2 separate regions of the Mus musculus genome follow, and region 1 is linked to region 2. A link is a contact called in public promoter capture Hi-C data. All regions are on one chromosome and are shown on one strand. Each heading gives the region's core, a stretch centred on a gene start, on an enhancer-like site or on the middle of the called end of the contact. The rest is flanking DNA. Distances are from core to core; before and after follow the strand shown. Region 1 overlaps Steap2 (six transmembrane epithelial antigen of prostate 2). Region 2 overlaps Cdk14 (cyclin-dependent kinase 14).

Region 1 (6,995 bases), core at 2,004-4,503, 510 kb before region 2:
CTCTTTTCTGAATTGCGGTCATCCAACAACTGATGTCCTAGATGTTTCCATGCAATATAAATTAGGCTCTGTTTTTTTTTTTTCTTCTTTTTTCTTTTTCCAAAATCAATTTAGCCCAACTGCTGCCAATGTGCTAGAGGAATGTCAAGGAATCCTAAACTGAAAAAAAATAATCTTAGGGGCTATCTTAGTCACTGCTGTATTGCTGTGAGGAGTCATCGTGGCCAAGGCAACTCTTAAAAAAAGAAAGCATGTAATTGGGGGCTTGCTTACAGTTTCAGAGCTTTGTCCATTATTATCATGGCAGGAAGCACTGTGACACACAGGCAGATATGGTGCTGGAGAAGGAGCTGAGAGTTCTACATCCTGATATTTAGGCACAGAGAGACTGGGCCTGGCATGGGCTTTTGAAACCTCAAAGCCCATGCCTAGTGACACACTTCCTCAGCAAGGCTACACCTATAGGAGCCTTTGGGGGTTATCCTTAGTCAAACTAACACAAGGGCTGTGCAGCTTACAGTAATTGCATTGTTGTATAGTGGCAATATTCTCCGTCAAATATTAGCTGCCATAGGTCAAGTTAAATAGCCATAGGGACTTTGAATCTCAAGGAGCCTGTATGCTACTTAAAATATACTTTTAACGGGAACTCCTGTGCTTGGTGTTAAATCTGAGGTGATAATGCAATATCTTATGCTGCTTCAAGACTTCAAAAGAACATTTTAGCATTTGGAGACGATCATAGGAATCAAGCAGAGGCAGGCTGACAATCAAGATGGTTTCGGAAGCTTACACTAGTCCATTTACCTCCGCAGCACAAAAATAATAAAACTCACCATAAATGGAATAATTTTATCAATTATTTAATCTATATTGCATATATTAATTAATATTTTATATTAAATACAAACTTAGAGAAGATCAAGAATGTTTTACTAAAGTGGCCCTTGGACTAGCACTTTGGCCATCATCTGGAGCTTGTTAGTAAGACAGAAGTCAGAGTCACCCCAGCTCTCAATAATCTCAGGTTATATTCCAGGAGAATCCCAGCCCTGGTGCTCACATTTGCAATTAAAGCTTGCCAGGATCTCCACTTACAGACTGGGTTTGCTCAGACAAGAGAACTTTGGAGCCAGTAGAACGGAGGAAAACGGCACCCCCTCCTGGGAGAGCGAAGGGTTAATATCCCCAGAACACTTGGAATTTTGAGTGTTATGAAACAGGAACTCAGTGTCCTCCTGTGTGGTGTGATGACACATTTTAAGGAATGGCATCGCTTTTCCCAGAAAAGTGAAGGAAGGATGTTGCAGATCAGTAAGTGGGCTTTCTGATACTGCTTCTGAGTCAGGGAGAGGAATGGACTAAATGCATGCACACGTGCTTCACCTTCAGTCACTAAGGGCAACAGTTGTCCTCTGGGTAGTTATTTTTCACTGCTGGGAAGAACAATGTGAAAATAGACATAAATATGAATCAGCTAAATCTGCAGTCTCTGAACAGCAAAATAAATATTAAATTGAATCCTGACCTTCGAGAAGTGTTTTTGGACTTGTCTACCTATTCTTCGAACCTCGTGATCTCCTATAAAATTTCTGATACCCACACTGAACCCTTGGCTGATAAAATCAGAATGGAGGAACAGGTGGCCAGGGATCATTACTTTTAAATCTCTCTAGGTCGTTCAGTGGAGCTACAGTTGAAAATGACTACCTTGAGGCAGTTTTGAGACTTTCTAGCCACCAGTGGGGACCTCCCCACTGCAGATCTATTATGCAACCAAGCTCAGACAGACATGCAGAAAGAAATGTTATATTAACTCGTTGGTGGTTTTTTTCAGGCATTGAGGGATGCAGGACCTTTTTAAAAAGGGAGAGTTTGCAATTAGACAGTTTTCTTACATTGAGTGGCATTAGCTTTGTAACGTGGTGCCTTTACAGAAAGCTACTCATTTGTATATTAAAAATGGAGAAAGTGTTTGTGTAAATCACACCTCAGTCAAGTTGAATTTTTAAAAGTTCTGTGTATGTTGCGTCATTCATAATTTCATTGACTGGATAACCAGGAAGTCGGCGCCTGTTTTGTGTCACTGGAGAGTCAGCGCCTGGTTGAATGCTTGTTTGGAAAGTCATGGGGATTTATGAGTCCTTGTGTTCAGTGTTGGACGGATGCCTAAACTGATAATCACCCACCCAGAACACCTGAGGTTCTTAGTTGAGGAAACACTAGGGAGATGTTTTTGCCTTATTGAAAAGTATCTAAGGACAGAGTAGATGGCTGAGGTGATAAAGAGCTTGATGAGGTCCTCTGTTTTGTCCCCAGAACCCTTGTAGAGAGCCTATAATCCCAGCACTTCATAGGCTGAGACAGGGGGATGGGGCTATGAGACCCCCAGCTCAAAAAATGAAGTGGAAACTGATTGAAATAGGCACTCCGTGTTGACCTTTGACCTCCACATGCACAGGCACATACCCACAGGTGCTCCCTCACACATATGCACACACCTAAAATTATTATCTGAAATCTTTGAGAAAAATATTTTAACTAACTTTCTGGGATTATTAGATCCAATCAAAAAAATTTTTTTTTACATCTTTTTAGTTGAAAATGTTCCTAAAAGTAACTGAACTATTTCTTTGCCCCCACCTCTCTCCCCCACCCCCACCCCTACCCCCACCCCGCCCCCCATTTGAACAGGGTCTCATGAACCCAGGCCAGCCTTGAATTCTTGAATTCACAGAGATGAGCCTGTTTCTCCTTCTGGAGTTTAATGTTGTCCTTCATCCCTGGTCCTTGATCTTCCTGACTCCACCTGCCAAGTGGTGGGATTACTGTTGTTTGCCTCTGTGCCCAGCTTCTGTATTAGTATTTGCAATACAGTGAGCATAAAATGTTGTTTGAGTGACTCAGGATCGAAGAATGTATGTTGATCATATCTCCATCGCAGTTAGTTATTGAATACATATTGAACCTAAGAAATACATTGGAAATCTCAAACAGCCACGGAGTAACTCCACTGTGTTAGGAAATCACACATGCCTTGCCTTTGGGGTTTTCTGAAGGGTTTAAAAGTTTTCAAAATCTCTAAACAAAACAAAACACATATACCCATAGAAATCTGTTCTTGCCCTACATGAGCAGTTGGCTTTTGCTTGTTTATTTAAATGTCAAGAAGATTTAGGGACTGTCTTAGCACAAGCCAAAAGTTGTAATGTTTAAAGTCATCCTCTAGTTAGAGAGGTTAAGATATCTGGCATTCCGTTTCTGGAATGTGCCTCCTGGCTTTGGAGTATGACTAAGCAGTTAACTGTGGATTAGGGGTGGGGGCTGGGAGGGGGGGCTGACTCCAGGGTCTAGGGAAAGGCCTTTCCTCCTAACAGCTACTGGGGCTCTTCCACTTGGAGCCTCCTACTGGCTATGGAAATTATAGCCCTAAAGCTTGGCAGTTTTACAAACCAATCAAAGAGACAAGGGCTGCTTAAGATTGCCAACAGAGACAACTGTTATCACTACCCTTTCCTGAACAAAGGACATTGGTTATATAAAAGTAGGGACGAGACACAGGAGTTAGCATACCTGAGACCATGGGAAGCCATATTCACGCTGAGACATCCCTGGTTTAAACTAGATTGCACTTGTGGCACACTCATCAACATGGTGCAGAAGCCACACGTGAATTGGGAGTCGTTGGTAAATACAAATTTATTATCTTTTGCACATATGACACACAGGGCCTGGAGAGATGGCTCAGGCGTCAAGAGCACTGGCTGTTCTTCCACAGGTCCTGGGTTCAATTCCAACATACACATCGTGGCTTACAACCAGATAAAACTCTAGTCCCATGGGAGCCAATGCCTTCTGGTGTATAAGACTTACATGCAGACAAAACACCCATATACATAAAATAAATAAACCTTTTTTAAAAACTGAAAAACATATACAAAAACAGCACATGCACAGAGAGTGAGAGAGAGAGAGACAGAGAGAGAGAGACAGAGAAACAGAGGCTATCCAATTCAAGTAAGGGAGCATGCATCATGCAATGTTCCCTCCTGGCTTTCTAAGGTATATTCTGACCATATACTTTAGTTTTTTATTATAAGTACATCCAGTCACTCCCCAATGAGTGATTTTCTCCTGTGTAAGCGTGGTGCCTTCCTTTGCTTTTTATCTCTGTGCACAGAGCACACAGTGGCCGGATACACTCAGAGTGAGCCACTGTAGAGCAGAGCTACCTTGAGACTATAATTGCATCATCCCTTGTCAACTGAGATGTGTAAATCCTGTATTTTTTTGTGTCTTTTTTGGCCTAATTGAATAAATGTCATCAAGAGCTCTTGTATCCACTTGTAAGACAGTCAGGGAAAGACTCAGAGTATAGGATAAACAACTTATGAATGATGTTGATGCTGCCTCAGCATCAGATATTATCCATTATGGGAGATGGGTTGCTCTTGGGTCCAAATGTGGCTGAGCCCAGTGGGATATGAGCACACTCTTTGGCCCTTTTTCTTTTCTTCTCTCTAAAAACCAAATGTGCCTTCAAGGTGGCCACAGAATCTCAGAAGAGGAATAATATATATTGCTCACCCACCTGAGGATTTAAGATAATACTGTGAGTAAAAATACTGTATGAGCTATGAGATTACACACAAAAGTATGGTGTATGGTTTCAGCAATAAATGTTTTATATCTTAGATCCATGAAAGGTCTCTGGGGCTGGCAAGGCAGCGAATTGGCTAAGTGCTTGCTGTGTAACTCTAGTGACCTGAGTTTGATCCCCTAAGCAAACAGTATAAACAAAAAACTTCAATCTCCACAAAGTCATCCCTAGACCAACACACACACACACACTAGGTAATAAAATTAAAATCTCTCTCTGATACTTCAATCAATCTTAGAAGGGGGGAACAAAACACCAATGGAAAGAGTTACAGAGACAAAGTATGGAGTAGAGACTGAAGAAATGACCATCCAGAGACTGACTCACCTGGGGATCCATCCCATAAACAACCACCAAACCCAGACACTGTTGTGGATGCCAACAAGAGCTTGCTAACAGGAGTCTGATATAGCTGTCTCCTGAGAAGCTCTGCCAGTGCCTGACAAATAAAGAACTGGATGCACACAGTCATCCATGGGACTGAGCACCGGGTCCTCAATGAAGGAGCTAGAGAAAGTACCCAAGGAGCTGAAGGGGTTTGCAGCCCAATAGGAGGAACAACAATATGAACTAACCAGTACCCCAGAGCTCCCTGGGACTAAACCACCAACCAAAGAGTACACATGGTGGGACTCATGGCTCCAGCTGCATATGCAGCAGAAGATGGCCTAGTCAGACATCAATGGGGGGAGAGGCCCTTTGTCCTATGAAGGCTCTATGACTCAGTGTAGGGGAATGCCAAGGCCAGGAAGCGGGAGTGGATGGGTTGGTGAGCAGGGAGAGGGGATAGGGGGAGGGTGTTTTTCAGAGGGGAAACCAGGAAAGGGGTTAACAATTAAAAATGAAAATAAAGAAAATATCCAATTAAAAGAAAAAAGAAAAATTATCTCTCTGAGCGTGCACATCTCTGTCTCTCTCTGTGTGACTGTCTGCCTGTCTATCTGTCTTTCTCTCTCTTACACACACACACACACACACACACACACAGAGAGAGAGAGAGAGAGAGAGAGAGAGAGAGAGAGAGAGAGAGACTATATGAAACAGTCTCATTTATTAGGCTAATTTTTATTCCTAGCCACACTACACTGTTAGGGTCCAGTTAGAACTTGCCATTAGGAATACTATGTGATTAAGGTCCAAGCATGTTTATACAAGTGTTACCCATTAATAGATATAAAAGTTGTGGCTTTCTGAGAGGTGCCATTGTTAGGTTCTAAGGTATTTATATACTTCTCCACACTCTGGTTTAGAACCGTCTAAACTTTTTTTTTTTTTTAAGAGGCAGATAATTTATTAACTTTTCATGTTTTTAGTTGGAAAAGGCCTTATTATCATGATTATTAGATTAAATGTTTTGTAGTTCTTCCATGAGAGATGCTGTAGTGTATACTGAATAGCTCAGTACTGGTGGGAATGCCTGGCTTTTCTGAGTGAATCCAGTAGCACTTTTCCTCCTTAGGTGATGTGAATAAGAGAAGGAGATGGTAAGTTGTTCACCCTTCATTTGGAGATGGAATGAGTGTTGGTTTCATTCGGTGCCTTTAACTGCAGATTCACAGGGTAGTCAGCACTACACTGATGTGATGTGTACTGTGAGGTTGGCTTTGTAGGAACAGGTTGCCAAGGACTACCTGAGAGCCCAGAACTGCACCGAGGGAGAGTGGATAATTACACTTCCTGACTTGAAAGGCGTGAAACAGACGTGTAATAGGTGTAAAGGTGGTGCATTTTCTCCCTTCACGGAATCAAAATTAGACATTAAGATCACTAAGTAATGCTGAAAATCAGTGAAATAGCCAAAGATTGCCACCATTTTAAATAGAGGACCTATGTTATGGGATACAGGGAGAATGATAAACTGTCTGTGGTGGTCAGCTGACTCTTTACTAGGTTGTTGTTTTTCTCTTTTTATTTTATTTTATATTATTTTATGACACAGGGTCTGTGTAACCCTGAATGGCTTTGGAACTCACTACATAGACCTGACTGGCCTCATACTCTTGTAGATCTACCTGCCTCTGCCTCCTGAGTGCTGGCATTAAAAGTTTGTGCCACCATGGCTGGCTCTTACTAGATTTTGATACCTGCTTTTCTTTAATATTGTTTAAATAGTGGCATTAATTTTATTGTTGGCTGTTTTATCTTAGCCTCCTTTAAAATCTGTAGTTAATCAGGTATATATGAGATAGCTCACAGATTCTACCCCCAGATGATTGTCTAGTTTGGGTTGTATTGCATGGAAATTTGTTTTTATGGGTTTTCTTTTCTCTCTCTCTCTCTCCCCTCTCCCTCTCTCCCTCTCCCCACCCCCCTCTCTCGGGATCAAGGTCCTTTT
Region 2 (7,197 bases), core at 3,455-5,954:
AGATTAGTACTATTATTTAAAATCAGATTTCTGAATACTTAAAATTGTCTAAATTTTCCTGTGTACTTCTTCATTTTTTACCCAGCCATGCTGTTAAACATGCTACCGAATATATTTCTCTCAACAATCCTGAGTTAATATGTCAGTATGGATGTATCTAAGCTGCATAAAAGAAGATGAGGCCTAGAGATAAATAAATTGTATTTTGTTGCATATTTTTCTAGAAAGCAATTTTAACTGAGGTTTTTAACTAAAGCGTTTGTTTGAAAATAATGCATTCTTCACTTAAAAGTTTCTTGGCTAATTAAACTAAATTGCAAAATCATAAAGTTATATTAATAACTTATAGATATAAAGCTATTTGGTATTTATTCCTTGTAGGATAGTTTTTAACATAGCAACATATTACTTTTAAAATTGCTGCCACATATTTACTACTTCTGAGTATTTGAGATGTGACATTGTTGTACTGCATACCCTGTATGCTACCCAGCAGTGTCAAAGGTAGACACACCATGAACAGAAGTTCATGGCTAATGTCATGCTCACTGATGGAATTTGGTGTTTTATGGATCTTCAAGGTCCATATTTAAGAGATATTTTTTTATGTTTAGTAAGTAGTCAATGAAGATACCAAATAATGTGATTTTTTTTATGCTTCTTTTGAAAAACAGATACATTGTGTGTGATGGAAAGAGGAGAAAGAATTGGGCAAGGCATGATTTTTTTAAATCACCATAAAATCCTATGACTGCAAACATGTCAAAAGACTACAATTAAAAGAAGCACAAAGAGACCCACTGGTAGATTTTTTTAAAAGTAAAATTGCATAAAGAAAAAGACAAAGGGAAATCTTGACGGTAGGAAGAGACAAGCAACTCATTATAGCAGAGAAAACTGTACTCACGAGCTGACCTTTCATCTACAGTGGCAGTTGCAGGAAGGGAAAGTACTGACATACTCAAAAAACAAAAGAGAAGGAAATGAAAACCTGTCAATTAAAATTCTGCATCTAACAAAACAATCCTTTGGAAACGAGGCCAGAGCTATGTCCAAATCAGCAGAACCTGAGTGAAATACTAAGCGAAGCATGCCAGGCTGGGTGCACATGCCAGGCTGGGTGCACTTGGCAACGAATCCACTTTTTTAGTATAAAAAATTAGAATGTTGGAAATGGCAATATGTGAATAAATATAAACAGTTCTATAATATTTTATACAATCTGTAAGATACTAGACTATTTCACGTAGTGATTGTAACATTGTTAGATATATGACATATTGATAATATTTATGTGGGAGAGAAAAAGCTACATTTAATAAATATTAAGACAATATTAACCTGGAGCAAACTATACTCAACCTATGTATGATTATTCCTCAGAATAATCACAAAGAAAATAATATGATTAAAAATCAACAAAGTATGCTTTTATTTCAATGTATGGAGAAGAAGATGAAGGCAGTGAGTAGGAACACGGAAACATTTGAGCATCCCCGAAGAGATGCAGTGGATAGGGATAGAACTCTAGCATCTCAACTCTCTGCATTCAGGACACCAGAGAAAAGTGTTCCAGACTGGGTAGAAAGAGAAGAGTTAACTCCATGCTTTGTAGAAGAGATGAGCTTTAGTTCTAGCTACTCATCGGGGTAAATGTTGAGTAGGATATGTAAACATTAATCATAGGAAACCTGACAAGATAAAAAGTATAATAAATACCGATAGATACTTTTGTAGTTTTCCTGCAGAGAGGGACATTTTACAGTGATGAAAGGTCTGCCATGAGCATGATCTCCCCATTAGAAATGCATAAACTTTACACAATAGTTGTAATATACAGGGGGACCATAAAAGAAATAGACATTTCAACAATTTTACTCATGCATTTATCCCCAAATATTGGAATATCAATTGGAAGAAGCCAACCAAGATGTAGAAGGTAGAAATGATATGGTGACCAACTGGACACATAGTTCCAAGTAAAATGTGCATTCATGCATTTTTTGAGCAAACTGAATATTCTCGAGGATACGTCACAGGCTAAACCTTAACAGAAGTCTGTGTCAGAGGACTGCGTTCATCAAGGTGTCACTTCTGTCTCCTAAGCAATTACATTGAACATGAAGAACAAAAGTGAAATTCAAAAATTGAAAATTAAACAACACATTTCTGGATAATATATAGATAAAATAAAAATGAATGTTGATATTTTGATATCAATGAAAATAAAAACATCATCAAAATTCATGGGATGTAGATAAGTCAGTGTTTGGGAGAAAAGCTGAGCCTGGAACATACATTTTAGAAAAGAAATATGATCTCAACTTAAAATCTAAGCTTTTTCTCTAAGCGTATTGGAAAAGAGCATCACATTTATTTATTTATTTCCCCAAAACAGAGGGAGAATAATAACCACAGTGGAATCAGTGAAATAGAGAACGGAAATGCAGTAGAGAAGACAGTTAAACAGAAAGCTGATGTTTTTTTTTTGTTTGTTTTTGCTGTGCGAATATTAATACATTTTTACCTGACTGACCAAGATGAACAAGGTATGAGTTACTATACCACCAATGAGCAAACATAACTATTGACTTTAGAGGAATCATTGGTCTTTATAGGGCTATTATGAGCCACTTAATGCTAACAAATTAGACAGTTGATCTTAAGTGGACAAGAAGTAGTTTTTACAAAAATTGTTACTCTTGACAATTAGATGTTTGAATGCAAAACAGATCAATACTCACCTTGCAACCAATACCAATTTCAATACTAAGTTTGTGTATTCAATATAAAAAGTTTAGAATCTCTGGACACAGACCTGCTGGGAAGCCTTGTGATTTCAGATTAGAGATTAGCCAAATTTATGGAAGATGACAGTTTATCAATTGAAGTTGTGGTCCCTGAACACAGATCTATGAAAACTAAGAGACAAGTCACAAATCAGAAGAAAATATTGCCAAGTAATGTGTTTGATAAAGGATTAATTTTTCAAACTTATAAAAGATGACCAAGTTAAATAATGAGAAAACTCATATGTTGCAAACTGGATTATAAGATTATAGGCACAAAGCCTGTTGTAGAGTAAGGTGGAAACCATTGGCAAGTCAGGATCTTTTGGGACATCTGTCTCCTTAGATGCTGAGATCACAAGTTTCCATCTCCAGGGGCTGTCAGTTTTTGACAAAGAGCTATAATCATAACATACTGTTTGTTCAATACAAGAAAGTAACTCAATATGAGAAAAAAATCATTATATAACTTGTACAACTAAGAAGCTGATTGTATGTGGCAAATGACAGGTTGAATTTTTATGGCTGGCTAGGGGAGAAGCAGCTGGTGGAGGAATGTACTGGCAAAGGAATGAATGTACCTGCTTTTTCTAGCCTGTCCCTACCCCAGACCATCAACTCTACTCGAGTCACCTTTTAAAGACCGCATTAAACACTGCCTCTTCTCTGACATCCTGTAGCCTTTAATAGTGATATTCCCTTTCCTCTTCTTTCTTTTTTGTTCTTTGCAAGTATTACATGCTTGTACACTTATATTCCCGTGCTTAACTACATTAAGCTTTCTGGACAGATATGCTCATCTATGACCTATTGGTACCTTAGAGGCTGTGGTATGGAACAAGAACAGACTCCTTAGATACCTGCGTTCCCCTACTGTTATGAAAATGGAGCTAATGCAGAGACTAGGTAGTGAGTTAATAGATTTTAAGCAGCAACTAATTGGGCCACGATTGTTTCAGAATTAAGAGTGGAAGGAACCATGGTTATAGTCATACGTTGTGGTCTGAGAAATGAACAGAGGAGAGTTGTTGCTAAGTAGCTAGCTGAAGTAGAAATACTCTCCCTGCCACCCAACCCCACCAGTTTGCCTGCTGAGAGGGAGTTCTACCTTCTGAGTGGGTATGGAGGCTGCTCAGAAATTTTCTAATTGCAAACACTGCCTATCCTGTGTTCACCACAAGTCTCTTCTGCTGTGAACTGGAGTCTTGTCCTGATCAACATTTGTTTCTATGGTTACTTTTCATTTTCTTAAATTACCATTGTGTTTGGGACCTATATGGAAGCATTAAGGAAGAGGAAGATAGAACTAGGTATTGAATGCATCCATTTTGGGAGCATCAGCAAGTAAGGAGAGCATAAGTTGATAGGCCATTGTGAGAGTTGTATGGTCAAAGGTATTAAGCTCATGCTATGCTATACTAAACCTGAAGGGGTAGACATCTTGCCCCTGAAGGGTTTAATCCTAGTTTGTAAGGTCTGGGAAGAGCGCAAGGGATCATGTAATCTGGTCCTATCATTTACAGAAGATCAACTGAGTTGTAGGGAGGAGTGTTAGAATGATCAAGATCAGTAGAGCTCAGACCTGAGGCAAAGTCCTATGAGTCGTCAATGTGGAGGAGACAGAGGCCTGGTGGTGACTCAGCTCCTTAGAATGCTGGCCTCACCTCAGAATTGGATCCCATCTTCCTGTGGAGTAACCAGAAAAGTAAACCATTCAGATTTCTCTGCATTGCTCATATTCTTGTGACATTTTAGAATGCAATGGATCTCTTCTTAAAACCATTGAATAATTCCTATCTTGATTTGTTTTTTAAAAAATCTTAATTAATAGCACATGTGAGAGAAATGCACTATATAGTATATTGTGGGAAAAGTTCAGAAGGACAAATAAAAGGAAACTTGAGTATGGGATATTTATATTTTTTGGATACTTGCCAGCTCAGTCAGTTCTCTGGGTATACCCAAGAGCATTGAGTTGATAGTAGTACTTAAAAAAAAAAAAAAAAAAAAAAACCAAAACCCTAACATTTTGAACAGGACCCAAGAAAAAGAATTAAAGGAAATACTCAGCAAAAGCTTGGCAATTGTCCTGTTATCTGTGAGCCTTTGTGTGTGTGTGTGTGTGTGTGTGTGTGTGTGTGTGTGTGTGTGTGTGTGTGTGTGTAGCTTAGGGCCATGTGGGCAGGCTCCAGCAGTAGGGGAAGTATCAGCCTTAAGGGAAGCTTGCTGGCCACCCTTTGAGCCACATTCACAAAACAAATCAATGCAATTACTTTCTTGTAACCTAAAAAAGAATAAACACTCTTTGTAGGATAAGTCCAAGGGCTTGAACAGTCTCAGACTGTCACCTTAAGTTAGCTTTTGCACTGTATTTCATCTATGAAGTATAAAAAGCCACATACTGCCCTCCAATGACACATAAAGCTTCTACCCACAACTCTACACAGAACATCTACAATATTTCACAGTACTTACAGATTCACCTATGTGCTTCATGAAGTCCCAAAGCAGTATAAAAGTTTATCAAGTCATTAAAACGGCATGCCCATGTTTTCCTCATTATATCTTCCTTCAAATACAGAAGTACACACAGTATTATAGCAGCAAATAAAAGATTGGATGACAAATTGTGCTTGTTTATGTATATAAAATTGCTATTTGCTCTTTGTAGGTTTAAATTTTTGTTCAAAACACTTTTAGATTAAGGATATGCTTAAAGAATGAAGGATATCATATTAAATACTGAAACTTCAATAATGCTAATTTTTCCAAAATCATCCTAAATTTTTATGTCAAAGGAATACATAAAATTTATTGTTACTTTCTTGATCAGAATGTTTCTGTGACTTGAATAGTTTATATAAATATAAAAGATCCCAAGTAGAGTTGAATTTGACTGCTCCAATTGCTCTGTTGCTGTCTTGGCCAGGAGCTGCAGACCAACATACCAACATCAGCGCCAGTTTAATACATGCAGCCCTCTCTACAGGTTCAGGAATGTTAGAAAACAAACAAGGCTTGCCTGGTAGGAGTTCACTCATCACCAATTAAATATTGAGAAAATGAACTAGCTAATATTAAGAATTGTACTATTTCATAAAGCAATTAATATGGCAGAACTTATTGTCCTCATAGTGGAATAATTTGTGCAAAAGAAATTTGAGAGCTAATCTGTACCTAACATGGAAAGACAAGACAGGACAACTGCTATATTATAATTTTTTCTCATTTTTCTCGTGTGTGCTTCAGTCTTTTCCAAGTTAAAGTCCACTCCTGGTTTAGGTGTAACTTGGGCACCATACTTTTAGATAGTTCTTAATTCCTGCCTTAGTGATAATATGTAATAACAGTCCATACAGTTCTAATTTTTATCGTAGTGTGTATGTACGTGCACATTCATACATCCAGTCTCTCCCTGAAAGTGGGAGGCTTATTTTAGAGGACTCATTCTTTGTAAGCACACTCTGTGTCTTGCATTTACCTGCTGAAATACATGTCTTATAAAAATCTCAGAGAAATAAACATGAGGGTAACCTTCCAGTTGTGTGGGCCCCATTAAATCCAATCATAGTCCTTAAAGAAGAGCGAGAAGGTATTTTACAATATTTTGAATGGTTACTTAAATTATGTATATTAATTTAGAATTCCGACTTTTTGAAGACTGTCACTTTTATGAGGCAATTTGTTGACCTCCATCCATAGGAAGAGGAACATTTTCATGCTGGACATTTGTCCGTTTGCAGATGCGATGATTTTCATAAAAGGACAATAATACACTACAGTAAGACAAACACAACAATTCCAGCATAAAGACCAATGTATTATGGAATTTTATAAGTAAAATGAGAATATTTCAGTGGAAGGTTATAAAAAATGATGACCTTCCCAATTCCTTGAATGTTCTTAACTTGTTGAATTTGAACCATTTGCCCCTGTCACTTGCAGTTGTTTATTCCTGGGGAAGCCACTAATGTCACTGGCAAACGTTCCTTCAGGCACCTTTCCCTCAGGCTCTCAGGGTCACTAAGGTTCAGATAAACAGTGGATACCTTGGAGAACTAGGATGACCTTTAAGGGATAACAGGGCAGTCAGCATTCTTCTTTGCTAGGTGGCCCCCCTAAGTCTTCTTCTCGGTGGTTGGCATCTTCGACCATTCAGGAATCTATTGTCTTTGACTGGCTTCACTTTCTAATGAACATGAATTAGCCTCGCAGGATCTCCCCTTACCTTTTTGTGATGATTTTTCCAATTCTCTTTGTGCCGACTTCCCCATTCTTTGATAAGTTCCCAATCCATATCTCCACCTTTACTCTCAGCACTGAATTTCATTCACAAATATAAAAACATAATGATGGTTGAAAGAAGGAAGACCACAGAAGAACACATGATTTTTACAAACTACCAGGA

Evidence for each region. Promoter capture Hi-C pulls out the DNA fragments that hold promoters and counts their contacts.
Region 1: a promoter capture Hi-C map of the 3T3-L1 cell line shows a contact between it and region 2, with 2.3 times the contacts expected there. The contact joins two enhancer-like sites. A contact is called at or near these places in 2 of 39 promoter capture datasets (both in the 3T3-L1 cell line) and 1 of 9 other capture datasets (liver).

What each region holds. Positions count from the first base shown.
Region 1 is chr5:5,683,524-5,690,518 of GRCm38.p6, reverse strand. The region is part of intron 1 of Steap2 (six transmembrane epithelial antigen of prostate 2); the gene reads left to right. All of the region lies in intron 1 of Gm40262 (a long non-coding RNA gene), which reads right to left. Among named protein-coding and RNA genes, the nearest start is that of Steap2, 7.1 kb to the left of the region's middle. Within about 2 kb of position 3,253, at least 70 of the 459 cell types and tissues checked have an H3K27ac peak or open chromatin away from gene starts, as enhancers often do.
Region 2 is chr5:5,178,153-5,185,349 of GRCm38.p6, reverse strand. All of the region lies in intron 5 of Cdk14 (cyclin-dependent kinase 14), which reads left to right. Among named protein-coding and RNA genes, the nearest start is that of Gm30151, 190 kb to the left of the region's middle. Within about 2 kb of position 4,704, at least 80 of the 459 cell types and tissues checked have an H3K27ac peak or open chromatin away from gene starts, as enhancers often do.